Linked DNA regions of Mus musculus: region 2 is linked to region 1. A link is a contact called in public promoter capture Hi-C data. All regions are on one chromosome and are shown on one strand. Each heading gives the region's core, a stretch centred on a gene start, on an enhancer-like site or on the middle of the called end of the contact. The rest is flanking DNA. Distances are from core to core; before and after follow the strand shown.

The links. Promoter capture Hi-C pulls out the DNA fragments that hold promoters and counts their contacts.
Region 2: a contact with region 1 is called in a promoter capture Hi-C map of second pharyngeal arch cranial neural crest, with 9 times the contacts expected there. The contact joins the promoter of Alkal2 here to the enhancer-like site in region 1. A contact is called at or near these places in 28 of 39 promoter capture datasets (the 3T3-L1 cell line, 3T3-L1-derived adipocytes, the C10 cell line and 16 more), 11 of 15 datasets of contacts at CTCF or cohesin (CD8 T cells, the G1E-ER4 cell line, the NIH/3T3 cell line and 5 more), 282 of 484 Hi-C or Micro-C datasets (the 3T3-L1 cell line, 3T3-L1-derived adipocytes, the 63-12 cell line and 134 more), 55 of 115 datasets of contacts at active chromatin or transcription factors (CD4 single positive thymocytes, the NIH/3T3 cell line, PVALB interneurons and 37 more) and 5 of 9 other capture datasets (adipose tissue, embryonic stem cells, embryonic tail and 2 more).

Annotation. Positions count from the first base shown.
Region 1 is chr12:30,601,082-30,607,383 of GRCm38.p6, reverse strand. No RefSeq gene overlaps it. Among named protein-coding and RNA genes, the nearest start is that of Tmem18, 20 kb to the right of the region's middle. Within about 2 kb of position 3,478, at least 13 of the 459 cell types and tissues checked have an H3K27ac peak or open chromatin away from gene starts, as enhancers often do. A contact at or near this core is called in PVALB interneurons, SST interneurons, craniofacial prominence and 3 more, where this site is marked.
Region 2 is chr12:30,880,956-30,887,515 of GRCm38.p6, reverse strand. Alkal2 (ALK and LTK ligand 2) reads right to left here and starts at 3,192. Exons shown (of 5, transcript NM_001159743.2): 1 at 2,477-3,192; 2 at 417-470; 3 at 256-336. The coding sequence starts at 2,732.

The sequences.
Region 1 (6,302 bases), core at 2,229-4,728:
TCAACTGTTTGCATATATAACATATGCATGATATCTATATAGATATTTAGATATCTATTATATACAGATAGATAATGTTTGAACTAAGGTTTTTAGTGCTGTATTTTGATAGAATTTACTGCCATTTTCTCCTGATCTATTTATTCTTTTTGAGTACTGTGCCACTGACTGACTTTGGTTGGAGAGAAAACACAAATAGCAGTATGTTTTTCAGACCTGTGGCCTGGAACTTCCAGCATCTTCCCCTCTTCTTGCTCCTCACCTGCAGCTAGGGTAGAGAATCTCTACCGGGGTAGGGGTGGGGAGCCTGGAAACGGAGGACTCCTGGGGTAGATATGCCTGCCACTGCCTCTAGGATGAGCTGTTTGGACTGAGCTGTTCAAAATTTTGGGAGTTGGTAGACACTTTCTGCTTGTGAGTCACCCTGTCACACGGTTCTTCAAAGAAGGGAAGTGCGTTGCACAACGTTGTCAACTTTGCAAATAGGAAAACGAAACGCTTTTCTCAGGAAGTAAAGCGGCTTTCTAAGACTAAATAGTGTAACCATCAATGTGTTGCATATTCATAAGATAATGTGAGCTTTGGTGATGGTTTGAAGGACTTCCTATCACAATAGTGTCTGCATTTTATGCTGAATTTCTCAAAACATTAAGACATTTCTATTCACAGAACAGATTTACACTGCAGCCTGTTGGGTGAGGGTGGGGGCGGGGTAATCTAAGCCAGAATCCCTTAGTGCTTTCTTTCTTCCCCAAGAATGGCCTCCATAGGCTCAGCTCTCCTATACGCAGAAAGTCAGACTTGAAACTCTAAGCGCTCCATATCACCATTCAATTGACCCCTCATAAATACAAAACTCAACTCAAATTAAGTGTATAGAAGATTTCTCTCTGCATGACCTATGTGAGCACATGGAATAAAACACTTGGACGATTATTCATACAACTGCATAACTCTGATTTTGTCATTCTTCTCTGACCTTAATTTGGAAAAGAGAAAAAGTAGCAGAACCCGTGTCAAATAGAGGGTCTTCTCTCAACAGTTGCAACCCCAGCAATAAGCCAACGGCTGCACATCCAAGCCTGCTGACGGTGGCCATTCCCATTTCCTGCAACCTCTTGCTAGATCCCAGTACCCTTAATGAATTAAGTGCAACATACCTGAAGACCTTGGGGGAAGCACACACCTTTAGTTTCAATCCAGGGCTCTCAAAAACCACAGGATTGTTGGGCAATCAATACCACTGTCATTCCAGATTCCAGAAAATTGGGCTTGGGGCCAGCCAGGCTCATTTGTCCTGGGAGAGTAAAGCCACTTTCTCGGCTTTCGTACAGGCTTTCGGGAAGGCTATGGACTTTGTTGTGCTCTGAGAAGATCTGGCTCTGCGGTCTCACCTGTGAACTTCACCTTTCCTGTCACTGGGTCTGTACAGAGGAAATCAAAGATTTTTTTTTTCTTGATGGATGTTGCTTGGACACAGTTCCTACTACCTGGGGAGGTCAGACACGTAGGAAAATTATGTACAAATATTAAAAATCAACATTTAGGTTTTGATTCTTGTTTGATCTGATGCCTTTATAAAAACATTCTAATAATAGAGTGAAGAAGTGGTCAAAGCTATGACAACATGGACTATTATTTATCAAATAATGTTAGACTGGTAGATTTAAATAAGGTGATTCTTCCAAGAGATAAACGAGCAAAACATGTAAAGTATTTTGAGCAATATTCAAAAGGGAAGTGCATGTCAATATTCTTCTTACACGACTCCACAGAGCCTTGTGGGAACACCACCAGCCTGAACCCTCCCCCCACCCCCGGGGGGGGGGTCACCCATGTGCTGACTGAGGGTGTCTGCATCAGGATGTAGATTTAACAACTTGCCCTCTGGGCAAAGGCTGGGTATGTCTTCAGACAAGTGGTCCATACAGTGCTCTGTCAGGCTGGGACAGGGAGAAGGCTGGGGGAGCTGAAATGAGCTGCAAGGTATGTTTAAGGAGAAAACTAAATCTTCTGTTTATCCCATGCCACTGGTAAAGGGGACCATTCATCCTTGTGTGATATCTAAGACTGTTGCCAAAGGCACTCTAAGGGGACCGAATGCTGTGGAGGGTGGTGTGACCAGGGTGGTGACCAGGGTGGTGACCGAATGCTGTGGAGGGTGGTGACCAGGGTGGCCCTGGTCAGTGTTAGGAAACCATCTGGGTCATCTGGATCTCTCCGAGTTTGATGTTTTGAGAAAAGATGCAAGGCAGGAGCAGACAGCAGCACAGCAGGATAAATGTGTTAAAATATGCAACCTCAGCAAAACTCCTACTAACTGTGTCATCAAACACAGAAGGTTGCCTGTTCCTAGAAAGGACTTATCCCGAGAAGGACACATCCAGGGCTCCTTCTCTTAGCCCTCCATCCTCCCGGGTGTGCCTGCCACCTGCCCTGTTGCACTGAAAACTCGCTCCTCCCTGGGACACGCATGCTCACAATGAGACAGCAAGGTCTCTGCTGGTTCCCTACACTGTATCCTGAATTTTCATGTGTCCTGGGTCCTCGTTGCAGCTCAGGGAGGTCTTTCATCTCTACCTCAGATGCCAGACAGGAGAAAGCACAGAACTCTGTGTATGAAAGGAGGCTCAAAGGGGTCAATTCAGCCAATTCTTTCCCCAGGGTTTCATTAGTGACACTTGGCAGGCCAGGGCCCTGCAGGGCAGCTGTATAGACTACAGTGTAGACATGGCTCTGAGCTATGAAGGAAAGGGTTCCCAGACCTGAGCCCTGTGCATCTGTGTCTCCAGGAACTGGCTTCGGGATGGGCCCAGAAGGATTTGCCAGTGCGGCTTATAACGAATCTCGCTCACTACAAGCCTCCATTATCTGGTTTGTGTGATGCTAAATAATGGGAAACGTATTAAGTATTCAAAATATTCTGTTTACTTGGGTGAATGCAATGAAATCAATAACAGTTGCTACTCAGAAATCTGGGAAAGTGATTTTCTGGAATGGATTCTAAAATATTTTAGCAACTCGGAAGGTGGGGGGTGGGTATTGTCAGCCTGATTGTCGATAAAGTAGGGGTCAATTACAGAGTGAATGCAGTCTAAATTAATGCCACATGCTGGCATGCTCGGGCCACTCAATACACATCTGTTTCTAAGAGGACTCGACATTGAACCCAGGCTCTGTTTTGCTTTCCAGTGAGGACATGCAGGGGAGACTACAGCGAGAGGAAGTTGGTGGCTAGAGAGGTAAGTCTGAAGTAACCAAGTCCAGTATCGGCTCGATTTCACCACGGGGCTGGAGGGGGCAGTGGACCCAATCCCTAAGGCTGGATTTTGCCTTTGAGGCCAGAATGGGTTCCTGCATTGTGCGTTCTGGTCCCCCTCAGACTTTACGAACCAGCCTGGCCACTTGCCCCCATTTAGCACAGTGAGACACCCAGCTCTGTGTCCTGTTCTAGTCCCTGTCTCCACAGGAGGTCCACTGTTGGGCAGAGTCTGATACATCTCCCATAACTACACTGGTGCCCCTGCAGACAGCAGGGTACTCAGAACTAAATGTAGCCAATGCAATGAACCCTGCGCCTCAGGCTGAGGTGAAGGCAGAAGCCAAGGAAACAGACTCCCTGGATCCCAGCTCTTATTGCCATAGGTTCCGTTCAGGGGCCCCAAAATATTTCTTCTTTAAACGTAGCTTTGTGACTTCGTATCCTATGTTTTACTAAACAAACAAGTACACATCACACAGAAATTACACCATTTCATATATCAGATTATGTGGAAGAAAATACAACACCCACAGTCACGTGCCTTTGCTGACCAGGTGTATAAAGACAGATGGCTGTGACTTGCAGGATATTTGGTCAATGGAAGGAAGGGGGATTAAAGATATGGAAGAAAAGTGGAGTCACTGGGGTGCAGACTGAAATTTTATGCTGGAGTCCCAGGGTCAGTTGTGTGTCCCTGTTCTGAGCCATGTAGTGACATCAGAGAATACTCAGATCTGGCTTTATGGCCTTACATAGGACAAGGGGACCACAGCATCACCACATGAGGCCCATGTACCCAAGAAGAAGCATGTGATGAGAACCCCAAAAGAACAGGACAGAAGTAGATATTAGAGAGTCAGAGAGGCTCCAGATAGGGTGAGGGAAGGGAAGGCGAAACCGTGCAAGATATCCCCGGAAGATAAATGTTCTCATGGAGCAAAATGAAGGAGGGACATTTCCTTTGTCCAAGACACGGAGGTAGAGCAGATGTTGGGCTAAAGGAACAGCTGAAGCTTGACATGAGACAAGCCCACGTGGGGAAAGATACTCAACCACGTACCGTGGACATGAAAGGGGTGGAAGCCAATCAGTCGAAAACCCGTGCCTTTCTACGGTACAGGATGAAGCCTCCTTTGTGAGGGTACCCTGAATTCCCCTAGAGACCAGGGAGCTCCCAGAGCCCCCAGCCCTGAGTCCCTGCAGCTCAAGTTCTGGCAAATCCTGACTCTCTCTGCTGGCTTTGCTGGCTGCAGAGGATGCTGCCGAGTGAATTGGCCAGCTGTGCTCATTTCCTGCTTGCTGCTGGCTTTGGTTTTCATTTTGTCTTTTCCAAATTTAATAAGATTACCCCTTGAATGTGACAGAAAATGTTCACCCACCAATGTTAGTCACACCAGCGCTATATTTATTTAAGCTTTGTGATTTAGAATAATTTTATCGACATCTTACTTCCCGACCACAGATATCATAAAATAGGATGAAGGCAGATTAGGTGCACTTCAAACACGTCTCCCCTTGACAGGAGAAGCTGTTTGCCCCAGCAGCATGCATCAACAGTGTATGGAGGGAGCCTGATCTGTTTGGGTTCCTGACGAATGGTAGCTCCTAAGCAGGGTCTGCTGTAACTTTCTTTCTCTGGTGTGGCTTTGAGGCACTAAAGTGGTGAAGCCTATAGCTGGGTAGATTGCTCTACAAAACTGAGTCCCATCCACCCTCCGTCCCCCCCTCCCCGCCATACCCCCAGTTAATGCCTTTGGTTTGAGATGAGACCAGTAAGGTTCTTGGAGATAAGGTCTGTACCCTAGGGGTTCACAGCCCTCCCTCCCAGGTCTGACATGTTCCTTGCCACAGGCCTGGTCAGGGTGTCTGCTAAGTGCACTGCACCTATCCCCTTTACGCCACATCTTTGCCAATGTTTCACATTTTTAGACTTGACAATGTTTAGCAGATCAGAAGATGGCCCCTGGGAAACCCGAAGACTGTCTGGTACTCTAATCACCACCTGGTTAGTCTTTCCAGGAAATTCGATTTTCCCCTATGTCCACTTTCACTTTTTTTGTGGATTCTTGGGGGAAAATTCTTCATATACTTTGGCTAGGACTCCTTTTGCCAATTATGTATTGCCAGGCTTTTATCTTTTCAAATGCTCTTGAGTAATGCTTTGAAAAAGAATTGTAATTTAAGTGTAGGCAGTCAGCTTTCTCCATCTTTCTCTTACTGCTCTGTGAAATTGGGAGGGGGGTTTACAGTTTGGCATCTGGTGGGGAGGCTGCCTGTTGATACTGCTGGAAGCTCAGCTCAGTACCTTGGGGCCTCTGTTTGTAGTTTGGTATCAATCCAATCGTGCATCTTCCTCAAAGGGCCTCTTTTCCCTTGGCTGCCCTGACTGTAGATCCATGTGGAGATATTTTATTTTTGACATGAAGTCTTCCTGTGGATTCTTTCCTATCAGGTCATCTTTGCATCTTTTAAAAACAATTTTGTGAATTTATTCCTAAAAACTTCACACATTGTTTTTACATTACTTTCCATAATGCTATTATTTTGGCTAATATATCATAAAACACATTTTTTATAAGATTACCTGATGAACTTTTAAAAAAATAAAATAAAATAAAATAAATGGCGGACATTGATACTGGAGCTAACTGTCTCCCTCAACTATTTTATCATGTCATCTACACATATTTTATTTACAACAAGACTATCTGTGATTAAGGACAGGTTTTCTTTTTTCCTTTCAAATTTTATTTCTTTCATTTTTGTACTTGTCTTCATCCAAATGAGCATTGCTCATTTTTTGTATGAACTTTGTAAAGTTTATTTCTTCTTATTTTTCCTGAGAATATCCCCAGTCAGTCTTTCTTACAAAGCAGTTTTACTACTTCTGTGCAGCAAAGGCAGTGACTGAGGTCACTTGAAAGTCGGCTGTCCAGCTTTCCTGCAGCTAAACTTACTTAGACAGCTTTGACTGTCTTCTCTGTGAGCAAGCACAGATCGGAGGCCAGCCCCCGTCCGCATCCTCTCCACTGCCTGTCTC
Region 2 (6,560 bases), core at 1,943-4,442, 280 kb before region 1:
ATGGACTTTGTGCCAGAGTTCATAAACAAATGAGGATGTGAATGGAAGGGGTCAACCCACTGCAAGAGCTGATTACATCCAATGGGTTATCATCAGTGGCACTGGTTGCTGGACAGTTTAAGCCATCTGCTCCAATGTCTGGGCATCCTGTCCCAACCCAGTCAGGTGGAGACACTCAGGCCCCCACGCCTGACACAGAGCAGACCCACTGCGTTGAGGAAAGAGTGGAGTTTTGTCTACTGGGTGCTCACTTACATGCGGGGATGGTGCAGTCTCTCGTGTTGTGGTAAAGTCTGTGAAAGTGCTTGCTGCACTTCGGACTGAAATAAAGAGGACCTGGAACACAGAGGAAGAAAGTCACAAAGACTCAGGGCACAAAGGAGCAGGGAGGGCAGAGGACTGAAGGGGACACACACCTGTGAGATGTTTCAGAAACTTGTCCTTCATCCTTAGATCTCGAGGAACAATCTCTACGAGGGGTGAGAAATCGTATTACTTGAACAGAGAACCTATGAAGTGTGGTCATAAAGTGAGTGTGGAGGAAATTCTGAGAATTGCATTATCCATACTACAATGCACTGGATAAAACAGGAGAACACTTGGTAGTTACACAAAATACAGTGTGGACACTTAGGTCGGGACATGATTTTTCTTCTCAAGCAGCGTTAACTACTCTTAAAGCTCCAAATATTACCAGTCTATTCTCTCTCGGAGGCCATAAAGTTGCAGGATGACAAAAACAATTTTCTCTTTTTGGTTATGTTCCAGTGGATCAATCACTTGTAAACGCTTTAATCGGAAGAACTTTGGAATCAAATTCAACAGCATTTAAAAGTTCAAGAAATAAAACTGAACCTTCAACTCCCCAAATGTGTCACTGAACAATATACATTGTAGGTAATGTTTTAAGGATCAAATTTCTTTAGGGCTTTCTGATAGGCTGGTGGGAACAGATGGGAATATACATCGCCTTGGTTTATAAGGCAAAGGAGGGGACCTAAAGAAAGGTTTTCACACATCATTTCATAGTCATGCTTTTAGTGGGCACCTGGTCTCCAGCATTGGTTCCCTGATTTCTTTTTCTGAGTTTAGATATTGTTTTTGCTTCATTTCTCAGCCTCTTCAATCATTTCTATGTCTCTGACCCACATGAGGCAAGTAGATTCTCTGTGATTGTGTAATGTCACATTTCATTTTACCAGAAATATTGTTCTCCGCTTTCCCAATAGCTGAAGAGAGACACTGGCATCGAGTCTTCCACGAGGGACATGGAGACTACTCCCCAAGGCCTTTCTTCGTGCACTCCTTATTTGAGTCAGTTTACACAAAAGTGACCCTATCATATTTGACCTAATTGTGTCATGAAAGCATTAAAAGCTTGTATGCTTCCCTGAGAAATTCCCACGGGCCACTCCGGGAAGGGCTCCATCAGGGAAGCGCTGGCCATTTCTGCCTCTGCTGGAAATGGTGGACTGGGAAGCCTCCCCTGCAAAGAGCAGAGTGTCCTGAACTGTGCACTAGCACATCTTGGAAGTGGATTAGGATTGCTATCTGAGAGGCTCACACACAGTTTCTTGTTCCTGCCAGTTTTTTTCTTGAGAAACAAGCAAAAAACAAAACAAAATGAACTCTCTCTCTCTCTCTCTCTCTCTCTCTCTCTCTCTCTCTCTCTCTCTCACACACACACACACACACACACACACACACACACACACAAACCCTGTTAAAATTTAAAGTTGATTTATCTTTAAACCTGTGTTTCTGAGAAGCAGTTCTTAAAAATATTAATATGTCTTTCAGACACGGAAGTTAGCCCTTCCATCCATATTGTCAAGACCCACTTTTGCTCCTCAGTACACAGTGTGGCTAGAACTCTTTTGGGGCCCACAGTGACAGGACCCCACTCACTCTTCAGGTCATATTGCTGGGCAATCAAACATCCTTGGTTTCTCAGGTCCATATGTCAAGACTCAGTCTCATCAATTCTGTTTACGTGTTCAGGACCCCACCCCTTCCAGTCCTCGTGGTCCAAAGCCTTGGCCCTCATTCACTCTCTACCTTGTAGGTTGGCACTGTTGGACACCCACCAATTACCAACTCTCTCCCCCTCAGATCTACACTGTTGGGATACTCACTTTCTGTTCCTCATAGTCTACACTGCCCGGATCCTCATCCACTTTCCACTGGTCCATTCTTGCCACAGCTCAATTTTATTAACTTTCTGTACTTTGTGGTCTACACTGCTGCGGGACACTCCTCCACTCTGTTCCTCAGATACACACTGCTACGGCTCCCTCTTCTACACTCTGACCCCACAGTCTACGCTGCCAGATACTCACCTCTTGAGACTTTCTGCCTTTCAAAATCTACGCTGCCAGAACCCCCCGCCCCTTACTCTCTTTCATATTATGGTCTACACTGCTGGATTCTCACCCACTCTAAGCCCTCCACCAGTTCTACACCGAGGAACACTCACCCACTCTCTGCTCCTCTTGGTCTGCCCCATAATCCGTGGCCTCTCTGCGGCCCAGGGCAAAGTCGGACTCGCCAAGGAGCTGCAACCTCTTGGAGTCTCCTATGTGGAATTTCTTCAGCTCCTGGACCAGCTCAACTAGCAACCTCAGCAGCGTTTGCCGGTCTGCAGGCCCCCTGGACTGCGCTCGTCCCCGGTCCCCCACCGTGCTCAGCAGTAGCAGCAGCGCAAGGAGCATCGGGCGCCCGGACACGCGCATGGCCCTGGTGGCCTGTGTCGCGGGTCTTGGGACCCGCCGCCCCAGCAGCCGGCGCCCAAGTTTCCCGCACGCGGAGTCCAGGCGCAGCCTGAGCCCGCCGCACAACTTTCTTTCACAGCGGGGACGGCGCGCGGGGTCTTTGGACACCTCTTTGAGATGCGAGGCCACAGGTGACGCCCCGGGGGCTGCCGAGGTCCGGAGCCGCGGAGCAGATGGGCAGCCCTGGACTTGAGAGGTCCGGGCACCTGCCAGCGGTGGGCCCCGCACTGCCCTCGGGCACCTGCGCCCACGCCGTGGATCCCGCGTCGTCCTCGGGCACCTGATCACCAGAGGTCCCGCGTCTGCCGCGCTCCTCGGTCCCCCAGTCCCGACACTACTTGATGAGCTCCAGCCCCACTTGTCCAGCGCAGGGACACAGGACGCGCAGCTCCTACGGGGACAGCGCTCACCCTGCTGCTCCGAGTCCCGCTGTCCTCGGGCGCTTCTTATTCCCGCGGCCGCCGACGTCAGGCGGGTCCCCCGGGTTCCGAGCGCCGCTTTAATTAGAACCACGGAGCGCCGCTCTGGGGCGCGGATATTCGTCAGGCCCCTCCGCCTCTCGCTCTCTCATCCCCTCCCCTGTCCCCTCCAGGCCCAGTCTTCAGTCTCCGCCCCTCCCTCACGTCTCCACCCGCGTCTGGTCTCCCCCTCTCTTGTCCTTCCTCTGCCTCTCCTGTCTCCCTCTCCCGCAGTCTGTTTCCCTCCGTTCCTGTCACAAGTGACAGGATGAGCAGAAACGCCTTTACCGGGAACTGGGATCTGTTTTTGTCTAAATGTAGATCTTGGGCTATTTAAAAGGAGCTGCTTGATTGCCTCAACATTGAGTGTCATCTAGAGTCTGGACTTTCTGAAGAAGGGTTCTGCTGAATACAGGCAGGTTTCTGGTTCTGAAGAGGATGATGGGAGCAGGAGCGCCCTGCAGAAAGCCCCTCACTTGGAGGGACCCAAGCAGCCTACGAAGGTTCTTAGAGCAGTGACACTGCTGTACCACGCTGGACCCGGGGCCTGGTTGGCTCCAGAGCTCTTGCCACTCAAAGCTGCATCTTTAAGAAAGTTTGATCTTTTGGAAATAGCCAGGCACATTTGCAAGGGCTCAGCAATTTACTTGCCTGATTTTTTTTTTTTCCCTCTTGTGATAAGTATTACCAACTGCACAGTTTCCCATTTCATTGGTGCTTTCTGGGCAGGAGCTGGAAGTCCTCCAAGTCGGCGATCACATCGGGGAAAGGTGTTCTTAGTACAGCATCGGAAAGGGAGAAGGCAAGCATTAAAAGCCTTGATCTTTAACCCGCAGTTGCTCAGGCTGCTGCGAAGATGCAGTGCCTTACAGGTGCGCACCTGCACTGGCCAAGGGTGAGCAAGGGATCACTGTGTGCCAGCCCCTGCTCTGCACGGTTCTTGACTTCTAACTCCATTTCCCCTCTCCACCACCTTCTCCCTCCTTTCACTGGTTTTCTTTCCCTAGCAGATCAAGTGCCTGGTAGAGTGGGACCACGAGCTATGGGAGACCCTAACAATTTGATTTTCAAATTTGGGTTTTTTGTTTGTTTGTTTGTTTTAGCTTTAGTTTAGGGCTCCCCCCCCCAGTTTATTTAGTTTTGTTGCATGCAATATAGTTGAAAGACATAGGATCCTGATGAAATGCATTGCAAGACGAAGGAAGATTTCCTGAGAAACAGATCTCAAGCAGATAAGATGGGATACTTCTCCTTCCCTCCTTTTCTCTATCCCTGTAAGAAGGGACGTGAAGTTCTTCTGGCAATAGGGAGTCCAACTGTCCATCTGCTTTCTCCTTTAGCAGGTCAGCATCCACCATACTCTGGTATCTGCACATCTATGCACCACTAATCACCGTGCAATGGTGACTTGGAGAGTTTCTAGGTTATTGTGATCATATTTTGCTTAATCCCAAACTGTTTTAGATTTACCTAGACCTGTTTAAAACAGCGCTTCACAGAATCAAAAGCTTCAAGTTTGAAGATGAAATAAGACAAATAACAGCAATGGAACGGAACCCACCCCTTCACATTCTACCAGCACAGCAAGTGCTAGTGATGAAATGATCCCTCTGTGGTCTTTCTGGTTGTCAGTGAGACAAAAAGAGTCCTTGTGGGACTCCTCTCCATCACCCAATTGTATTGTGCTTAACTCAGTGCACTACAGAGATAGTTATGTGCACAAACAATAGAGGAAATGTGTGTCTGGTTGGTTTTTGGACATGAAATCTGACAATCAAAGATCAGACAATTTACGTGTCTGTTTAATCTTGCAAAGTTGTATGGTCAAAAGACTCCAAGCATTCCTCATTTCATATAATATAAACATTTCCAGACTTTAAATACTTGTTTGAAGGGACGTATTCACTATTTGTGCATATTCAGCTTTTATATGATGTCAAGATGAATTCTGTGGAGTTCTCTGCTTACCAGAATGGTGGGTCTTTTTTGGTAGCAAAGGCTGATTTCAAGACCATACATGCAAGTTCACAAGGATTTTTGAATATAGATTGGAATATTACTCGGTCACCCCAGTTCTCTTTACATAAAGTCAGCCTATATGATTATTGGACATTGTTCCTAATCTAAAACTATACAATTTTACAGTATCACCAATAACAACAAACAAATTCCTACAAAAAGTTTAAGGTAATTCTCTTGAAGTCATTTCTATTAGTTTAGCATCTATATGGGGGGAAGGAAAAGTTATTAAATTTATATACTCCTTTTTTTACTAAATGAGCAACTGTCTATTGCCAAGGATTTCATGAGCTAAAAAGAGAAAAATAGGAAGAAACTATATTCTAGCTTGTCCTGGTTTACTTTCCTATTGCTGTGACAAAAACTATGACCAAAATCACCTTGGGAAGAACAGGGTTTATTTGGCTTCTGTATCCCTAGTTTCAGTCAACTGAGGGAAACCAAGGCAGGAACTCAGAGCAGGAACTGGGAGGCAGGAAATGAAGCAGAGGCCATGGAGGGCTGCTGCTTACTGTCTTGTTCCACATGACTTGCTCAGCCTGCTTTCTTATAAAACTCAGGATCACCTATTCACGGGTGGCACTGTCTCCAGTGGGCTGGACATTAGTCATCAATCAATACCATACAGACTTGCCCACAGGCAACCTGATGGAGGCATTTTTCTCAATCAAGGTACTTTTTCCTAGATAACTCTAGCTTGTATTAAACTGACAAAAAATTTAACCAACACAAAGACCACCAGAGAACACAGATATTTACATTATGATTCATAACAATAGCAAAATTACAGTTATGAAATATCAACAAAAGTTATTTTATGGTTAGGGGATCTCCACAACATGCTGTGTTAAAGGGTCACAGCCTTTAAAAAGTTGAGAATCACTACTTTAAACTCTCTCTTTCTTCATGGTAATGCATATAATACATTTAAGTATAAACAGCATGTCTTAAAATGAATAATCATATTTGTTTACAGTATATTAGCTACTTAACAGTAATATCATTAGAAAGATGAACAGTCATCTTTCATAAACAATACCTTTATGGACTACAAGAAAATATAGAAAGTCTGTTGATTTTACTGTCAATATAAAATAGTATGCTAAGAATGTACTAGAAACTGTATAAATATTTTAGGAGGTTCTTATTACCTCATATTACTGGTCCAATCTTTCTAACAAAAATGTAGTAATATAGCTCTCTAAGAATTCAGGAATGGCATCTGTACAGAATTCTAAGTGTCTTTCTACCTCATGTGTAAAACTGTGTAAGTCCTTTCCGTCTTCCCATTCTTTGATGCCTTATTTTGTAC